2 separate regions of the Sus scrofa genome follow, and region 2 is linked to region 1. A link is a contact called in public HiChIP or PLAC-seq data. All regions are on one chromosome and are shown on one strand. Each heading gives the region's core, a stretch centred on a gene start, on an enhancer-like site or on the middle of the called end of the contact. The rest is flanking DNA. Distances are from core to core; before and after follow the strand shown. Region 1 overlaps FGGY (FGGY carbohydrate kinase domain-containing protein). Region 2 overlaps FGGY (FGGY carbohydrate kinase domain-containing protein).

Region 1 (4,224 bases), core at 929-3,428:
CGGCACTGCCAGACACTAAAGAGCTTTACAGAATGTCGCTCATTTATTCTTCAAACAACTCTATGAGGTGCGTGCAAGTACTATACCCATTTCAGAGAGGAAAAAAACTGAGGCATGAAGTATCAAGCAACTTCCCAAGGTCACAGAGACAGCAGATGGAACTAGGATTGGTGTTCAAACCAGGATTTGAACTCCTATGTTGTATTACCTCAAGACTTTTCATTTTCCTTGTGTTCAGAAGCCAGATTCTGACATCAGAATCATAGTACAGAGCATGATAAAGATTAGCGTTATGGAAGGTGGGGTGGAGGAGGTGCTACTCTCAGGTATAACTAGTGACCAGTACCATTTTTCTATATTCCAGACATTTTTTATTTTTAGTCTCTCTAGATAGTTATCCTGGCCACAAGATGGTAGGAGGCAATCTTCAAGATTCCCAGTGTAGGGAAATAAATTCTTTTTTCTGTTTGCCCTTTATGATGACTCATATGAATGCTTAGTTAAGAGAAAGTTGAAAACAAGGAAATTAACCAGGCCCGTGGAGAGATGATAAGGAAGCAGCCGGCAGTTCAGATGTGAGGCCGCCGCCAAGAAGCGATAACTGGAGATGTGCATTTTCCCACCAACAGCTGCTGATGTACAAGCCCCAAAGTAAACATTAGTGCTCAGGGATATTATATGGATGTGAAGCACCATGTGTTGAGTTTCTGTGCCATGAAAAACAGTGGATCTTTGGGGTAAGCCTACTCTTGCAGCCAGTGACGCAAGTGCAATCTTGACATCGGGCCCCCAAACAAAACACGTTTCCAGCAGTCTTCTACCTTTTGAACTTGGAGCGCTGAAGTGCTCCTAACAGGTGGCTGGCAGTAGTAGAACCAGGAGCTGGGTTATCCCGGTGTTTTTGTTTTTGTTCCCAAGTTCAGCAAAAGAAGACAAAAGCTCATCTTTTCAGTCACATACGAATCCATGAGAGAATAAGGGGAAACTTCCGATTATGAATTCCCTCTGGATACCAGATAAGGTTCTGAAGCGGATGAGCTGGTCAGAGATTTGCTTGAAGTCAGGGTCTCTGGGCATAGGAATCTATACTAAGTCTAGACATTCTGCTCTGTTCAGGAGGAAAAACTTTCCCCTATTGGATGCAAAGTCTTCATGAAGTAGATGTGAAGTCGTGGGGAGAAAGAGATCAGCCTTGGATCCAATCCTGCCTTATCCCCTCTGCTTGGGCAAATCCCTCTGCCTACTGTAGTGTCCACTCGCTCAACCATTAATAGAGGTAAAAATACCAGGATGGTGGTTTGAAAAGAGCAAGTCACTCCACACCTGACTTTAATAACATCAACATTCAATTCAACATTAATCAACAAAAGTAATCAACAAAATTATTATCCACTTTAGGATTACTGATCTTTCCACCATGCAGTCAAAAATCAGCCAGCCTGGTCTAATAAGCCTCGTCTTATTCCCCGTGACTGGGAGAACCCCAGACACCGGTGCTGTCCTTAAGTATTTTTTTTTTAAATAAATTCACTTCTTCACACTGGGCCTCAACTCTCTCATCCATAAAATGGATCTAAAAACACACCTACCCAGAAGAATGTTAACTAGAAGCTCTATCTTCCGTTTTGGATATAGATATATGTTTGTGTAGTTACAGGCTAATGTATGAAAAGGCACAGACATATATAGACATACATTAATATATTAGCAGGACAAGTAGGAGAAAGCGCATAGACTCTGGAGTCAGAAAGACATAGACCTAGACTCCAACTTCATTATTTATTGAAATGTCATACTCAAATCTGCCCTTCCCCCATCCCTGCTCTGCCCCTCATCAAGGCTCCCGCAGCTGTTCTGCTATCAGGCAGCAGTGTTTCTCATTAAACCAAACCTCAACCTAAAACAGTAACCTTCACATCACACTAACAAACTCCCTCCCCTTCTAAGTCACATCCAGGAACTCCCGGAGTCGTCCTTGCCTCTATCGGCTTGGGCACTGACACCACTTTTCTCCTTCCAGATTCCTCGGCAAGACTGTATCTGTCTTCTAATCCCCCTCCTTCTCTTACAGACCGTCTGCATCTTTGGACACCTCCTCTTTCATGTTGGGTACGCTCCCTGCCCCCAGCTCTTAGTCCGAGTCTGCGCCTGGCTCCTTCTCAGCACAGCTCACCCAGTTGGTCTACTTGAGCACTGCATATTACTTCCACTTCTGACCTTTGTGCCCAGTGCCAACACATCCTGCAGGACATCTCCACTGGGCACCAAGTGGCACCTTCCATCCTATAACCAGCTTCCTAGCCCCAGACATTCAGACTCAGGATCCTTGGGAGGTAGGGCCTAGGAATTATATATTTTTAAATGCTCCCCTATTTGGATTTAGCAATCCTTATTTTGGATCTTTCAAAACACGCTCTTAACTCTCAGATCCACAGAGGACTGACCCTCTGGGTTCTAAGCTGAATGATGGGGCTAGTGAACACAATTCGGTGGGAAACCTGTGATAGGTGAAAGTGTGGCAGAAACAGAGGAGGGAGTGATTCCTGGTTTCTAAGAACAGTGGTGAAGTCTGGAGAAGAGTCCACCGCAGAAGTAAAACTTAACCTGACTGCTGACTTGAGTAGGAGTGTGTGGGTGGGGAGCGGGGAGGGGGAGCAGCACTTTGCAGGAGCAAAGGCAGAGAGGCTAGTGTACTGAAGAGCTGAAAGGAGGACAAATGGTTGGGTGTCAAATGGTTGGGTGTTAGATGCTGCGTAAGACAGAAGGGGCAGGAAGATTCGCATACTCCCTACTCTGCGGTCTCCACTTGATTTTCTTATCTCACAGGTATTTTAATGAGGAGTTGATTTCACAAAGTATATTTTGAACAAGTATTAGTAGGACACTTCCTGGATGCTGTTTACCAAGTATTAGTAGGACCCTTACTGGATGCTGGATTTTTTGTTTGTTTTTACAGAAGTAAACTCAGTTGCTGAAAGGAAATAAAGTCACAGAAGGGTTCTGGTACAGAGTAGGACTTACCATCCTCAGCACTACTGACATTTGAGGCTGGGTAATTCTCTGTTGTGCCCTGAGCATTGCAGGACATTCAGTGGCATTCCTGGCTTCTGCCCAACATATTCCAAGCCAGTTCCCCTTTTCCAAAAGATAATCAAAAAATGTCTCCAGTCATGGCCAAATGTCCCCTGGGGATGGGATGGAGGGGTTAAAAATCACCCCTGGATGAGAACCACTGGTACAGAGTCATTTCAGAACATGAGCTTTGGAGTCAGACTCAAGTTCGAACAGTAGTTATGTGATAGTGGAAATGTTTTTCTTTCTACCTTCAACTTCCTCATGTATAGAATGGGAAACAACCTCTGCTTTATAGGATCATCATGAGAGACAAGGGATAAAGTGCGTGAAGCATCAGGCAGAGTACTTGGCACATAGAAGGCAAATAAGAAATAGTTATAAGAGTAGTGGTACCAATAAAAGTAGGGGTTCTTCTTTTATTTGTGATATTATTGTTTTTCTTTTTATTATGCATAAAGCCTAACTGAAGTTTGAAAGTTACAACAAGTAAATAAATTCTATCTTACCAAGAAACAATAATAAGGCAGGAACTGTTGCAACTATATTACAGAATCACTTTCTCGAGGAATTCTTTTATAATTCAAGTCTCAATGTTGGGCCCATCCCATATTTTTCCAAAACTTTATATATTTGGGAAATGCAATTACATTGTTTATTTAGTGTTTATTTTCTCTACTAGAATATGCAGAAGTCCAGTTTTCTCTGATATTTACCTTATATCTGATCAAATAAAGAGGGTCATCAAAAAATACTTATTGAAAGACGGTCTTTTTAAAATACTGTTACTCTCTCAAATGCTATTTTAAGGGTCAAATTCAAGAGTAGGCTGGATCACAGTTGAACGAATATGACATTCATATGGCACAGTGATTAGAAGTGTGGGCTCTGGAATCAGATACTGTGAGTTTAAATCACCTCTGACCACTTACTAACTGTATGCCTTTGGATAAATCAGGTAGTCTTTGTGAGCCTCACTGTTTCATTTAAAAAACAGAACAGAATGATAGTATGTTTAAAGTTGCCTTAAAGTCAGTGTTGCTTCTAGAGCACTCACAATGGTGTGATGAAAAGTTGGCAAGTTTCATTGCTCACTGGAATAAACTATGTTTTGCTCGAAGAGGGCATAAGCCAGAAGCTCTTTTTGCAAGA
Region 2 (4,224 bases), core at 1,147-3,646, 170 kb after region 1:
AAGAACAAGGGTAACTTTGGGAACCTAAAGGCAACAAGGCAGAAGTTTCAAAAGAGACATAGTTCAGTATCTGCTAGTGGGTGGCACATAGCAGGCACTCAATAAATATGTGTTGGACAACTGGACAAACTGCTCAGTTTTACCTTCCAACCTCCCCCGTATGAGGGGTGCTTCAGAGGTGACAAAGGGTTTCCACATGTCTTACCTCCTTAGAACAATACAAAAGTTATTACATCAATTTTACAGATGTACTACTGGCCTTTATCTACATTTGCCCTCCAGTTCTATGAGTTCTTCCTATTTTCCCCTTTCCTATCACTGCTATCTGAACACAGACACCTACGTACATCAAAGAAGCTGAGTATTAACCCAGAAGCAGGGTCCCATTGAAACAAGAGTAACATCAAAAGGGGTTAGACGGAAAAGACAGTGTTAAGCCCATTCTCTGTCACTGTTGTTATTTGTTTTAAATTCCTAAGCATTTGGGTGAGACCTTACATCTAGAAAGGGCTAAACTTTCCTTTGAACACTTGTACATCTTAAGGTTGGACAAAGCAGCACTTAACGTTGACTACAGATGCCTGACACAGCTCTGAACTAGCAGTATCTCCATACACAAATAGGTCCCAATCAGCAAATGGCAGCCTTTGAAACTATGAGTCAAACAACTAGTATGTCTTCTGGGTAGTCCCCCAAATCGCTTTCCATGTGCTTTGTGGTTTCGGTGATCAGTTCTCAGGGAGAAAAGCCTCATTCTAAAGACTCCAGAAATCCAAGGCCAATGAGAAATAAACCACGAAACCAATGCAGCAACAACCAGTGCCTCCAGCCAAGGCCAAGCTGTCCTCCTCAACTCCGAAAACAACTGCTTCTGTTAGATCTTGTGTACGGCCACTAAAGACCCTGCAGAATGAGAGCTTTCAGCCTGGAGCCTTGCGGACAGCCGCTGCCGCGGACAATGGAACCCGGGCAGAATATCTCGAAGAGAACTGCAGGCCTCCTGCCAGAAAGAGACACGCTGGGGGCAGGAGGTGCAAGGCAGCCAGGCAGCGTCATCTTTTCTTGAGACAACGCTGGCTTCACTGAGCCGAGGCGCGACCTCCCCACAGGATGAGAAACTTGCGAGGAGTGTTTCCCTAAAAGGATGCACAGGGTCTCTGGGGAGAAGACAGCAGCAGTGTGTACCCTCTGCCTTCCCCACAAAAGCAAAGTCTGAAGCTTGGCCAGCAGAGGGAAGTGGGGGAAGAGTCTGCCTGGACGAGTGGGACTTTTTCCAGGAGCCTGACCCCTTACTTGGAGATGCTGACACTACCTACGAGGTTCCCATGCTGTTCTGAAGTTGAGCTCCATGATTCACAAGTGCTTAGTCATCACATGCTAGATTGGCAAAGGGCCTATGAGCCCCCGTGGATGGATTTTTAATCCAGGGCCATGGGAAAATCTCTCCATCTCTCCCTCGCCCCAGAGAGGACAACCACAGCCAAGGGTCTCGATGTTACTGAATTAATCTACCCTTGGAACCACTGGGCTTGCATCAGACACGGTGATTCTCTTCGTAGGTCCTTCCACAGCTTACAAGAGTGCCCCCGCACACCTCCTCTCCTTGGATTCTCAGGGCGGCGGTGGGGGACAGGTGCCTACAAAGGATGTAGAAACTTAGGTTTGAACGACAAGGTCATAGCCCAGGGCTTCCTGCTCTAAGGTGACAGTTCCTTTGCCCAGGCCACAGTCACCACCCGAAGGCTCCCAGATCTAGCAGAGCTGTGGGTTTTGGCCTTTTGGAAGCATCGTGATGGAAGCTTTTACCATTCTTTACAGAGAGAAAAACAAAAAACCAAAACAAAACAAAGAAAAGCCCTCCCCAACATATTTTTAATTTTTTTTTTCCTAATATTAGAGCTCTCACTTTCAATCCGGGGCAACTCACTTAAATTCTAAGACCTTGATAACAACCTCCGGGCACAAATGGTGCACAGGTTACAGGAAACACAGAGCATGTCCCCAGCGCATGCCAATGTCAGGCACACCTCACTGTGTAAGCACTGAATCGGATTCAAATGAGGAGCAGAGCTCTCTGTGCTGAAGGAGCAAAGTCTATGTCCCAGTTACCAAGCAACTAACAAAAACTAGTCTTTTCAAGAAAGAAGAAAGAAAAAAAAAAAGAGAGAGGGAGAGAAATCAGCAGTGATTGGGGTGTGTGACTTGGCAATAGAGGCTCCCGCATTCCAATAACAATCCTTTGAGCTAAGCGATCCCTCAGGCTTGAAAGCAACCAAAGAGAACAACTCTTTTTTTATAAAATCATCTATTACTTCATAAAACCACAGCCTTTCTTGGGAGGTGGCTACCACTCAAAACACACACAGCTGCAGGGCTCAGCAGAGGGCGGAGATGGAGTAATAGATCCAAGATTCAGGGCCAGGCAGCAGCCAGCCCACCAGGCTGGGGCACAGAGCTGGAACCCTCTTCCATGCCTTCTCACTGTCCTGTCCAGGGAGGGGGTGAGGTCTCCGCTGGCTTCCAGATCCCAAGGGAACCTGGAGGGGGGTGTTGGGGTGAGGAGTGGAAGATGAAGCAGACACTGCAAAGTATGTTGGGAGACGCCAGGCTCTAGGAACAGCATGAGAAAGAAGGGGCTGGCCAATTAAAAAAGGCTCATCTAAGTGTTTTGCTATGACTTGCAAAGGGAAGCTATTGGGCTCCCTGCTGTGTGCAGTGAATGAAACTCTCCTCCCACTAAGTGATCCTGCCAGAACATCCCAAATACTCACGATGTTGTTTTCCAGCACAACTACCCAACAAAAAGCAAAACTTGATCCTCACGCCACCCAGGACTGTGAATCAGGGCACAGGCTGATAACCCGGAGAGGAAAGATGTTTCAGGAAGAAACTCAATCCTTAAGCTCACTCTTTGGGGAAAAGAAAAAAAAAAATGCTGAAAAACATGTTCATAATCCCCAACCCGAAAATTCCCAGAATGAATGAAACAATTGTGTTTCAAACTCTCATACACAGAGAAAGAGACCAAACGCTGGAGATACTTCAGTCAGACAGATATGCTGAGAGCTTTGTGCTACCAGAGGCATCGCACAAAGGTGACATCTCTTTGCTTAAAGTGGTCCTGCAGTTCTTCGTGGCCCAGAATCACATTTTATCTGCTTGACATGGCTCACAGGACACTTGACAACCTAGCTCCAACTTGGCCACGACTTTTATGAATTCTTCTGGGCTCACTGCCCCCTCTCTTAGCCACTCCCCACCCTGATCTCACCTCATTTCATTCCCTTCCCCAAACACACTGTACTTCTTCATATTTTCCTGCCCCTGTTGAGGTCTCTACTGAGACTGTTTTCCCATCTTCTCTCATGATCAAACATCTACCTTTGATTCAAATGCAGCTCAAATGTCACCCTTACCCCCCATCTCTTGCTGTGTCCTAGCTATATATTCACACACTTAAATCCATCTCAAAAAGACAAATTCCTGTAGGGCAAAAGCCAGCTAACGCGTGGGGAAAAAAAAAAAGTTTCAGGAGGTACAAAGAAATTTAAAGTCAGACACTTCTATGATGAAATTACAACAACGCTGGAGAAAGACGTGTGCAAAGGAAACGGTAATTAATAAGATGATGTATGACAATAATGTAATGAGCCTGATAGCAAGGTTTGGTGAGTCAGCCTCATAACTTTATCATAATATTTTGTGTGTGTGGCCATATATCTGCCTCTAATGAGTAATCACAGAGTTCAGAAGAGGAAGGGGCTTTGAGGCCAGGGTGACTAAAAAAGACTTCATGGGGGGAGAGATTTGAGCTGAAGTCTAAAGGTCCAGCAGAATAAATGCTTATGCTACTGCTGAGAACAACTTCCAAGAAACACAACTCTGAAATGCTAAGGTAGATCACCCCCCTGAGAGGAGGACTGAACTTCACAGAATTTATTTGCAAAAAGAAATAATTCCATTTTGTGTGTGTGTGTGTGTGTGTGTGTGTGTGTGTGTTTCCCCATTTCTGGCTGCCCCGTGGCATATGGAGCTCCCGGGCCGTGGATCAGATCCAAGCCACAGTCACAACCTAAGCAGCAGATGTGGCAATGCTGGATCCTTAACCCACTGTGCTGGACTGGGGATCAAACCCGAATCTCAGCGTTCCGAAGACGCCGCTGATCTCCGTGCAACACAGTGGGAGCTCCCCACTGTACATTAAATTATTTAATTTTCAAGAAC

What was found. HiChIP or PLAC-seq counts read pairs in DNA pulled down with a chosen protein or histone mark.
Region 2: an H3K27ac HiChIP or PLAC-seq map of skeletal muscle shows a contact between it and region 1. The contact joins two enhancer-like sites. A contact is called at or near these places in 1 of 47 Hi-C or Micro-C datasets (skeletal muscle) and 2 of 2 datasets of contacts at active chromatin or transcription factors (alveolar macrophages and skeletal muscle).

The regions. Positions count from the first base shown.
Region 1 is chr6:152,978,158-152,982,381 of Sscrofa11.1, forward strand. The region is part of intron 7 of FGGY (FGGY carbohydrate kinase domain-containing protein); the gene reads right to left. Among named protein-coding and RNA genes, the nearest start is that of FGGY, 230 kb to the right of the region's middle. Within about 2 kb of position 2,179, at least 6 of the 83 cell types and tissues checked have an H3K27ac peak or open chromatin away from gene starts, as enhancers often do. A contact at or near this core is called in skeletal muscle, where this site is marked.
Region 2 is chr6:153,143,230-153,147,453 of Sscrofa11.1, forward strand. All of the region lies in intron 4 of FGGY (FGGY carbohydrate kinase domain-containing protein), which reads right to left. Among named protein-coding and RNA genes, the nearest start is that of FGGY, 68 kb to the right of the region's middle. Within about 2 kb of position 2,397, at least 31 of the 83 cell types and tissues checked have an H3K27ac peak or open chromatin away from gene starts, as enhancers often do. A contact at or near this core is called in skeletal muscle, where this site is marked.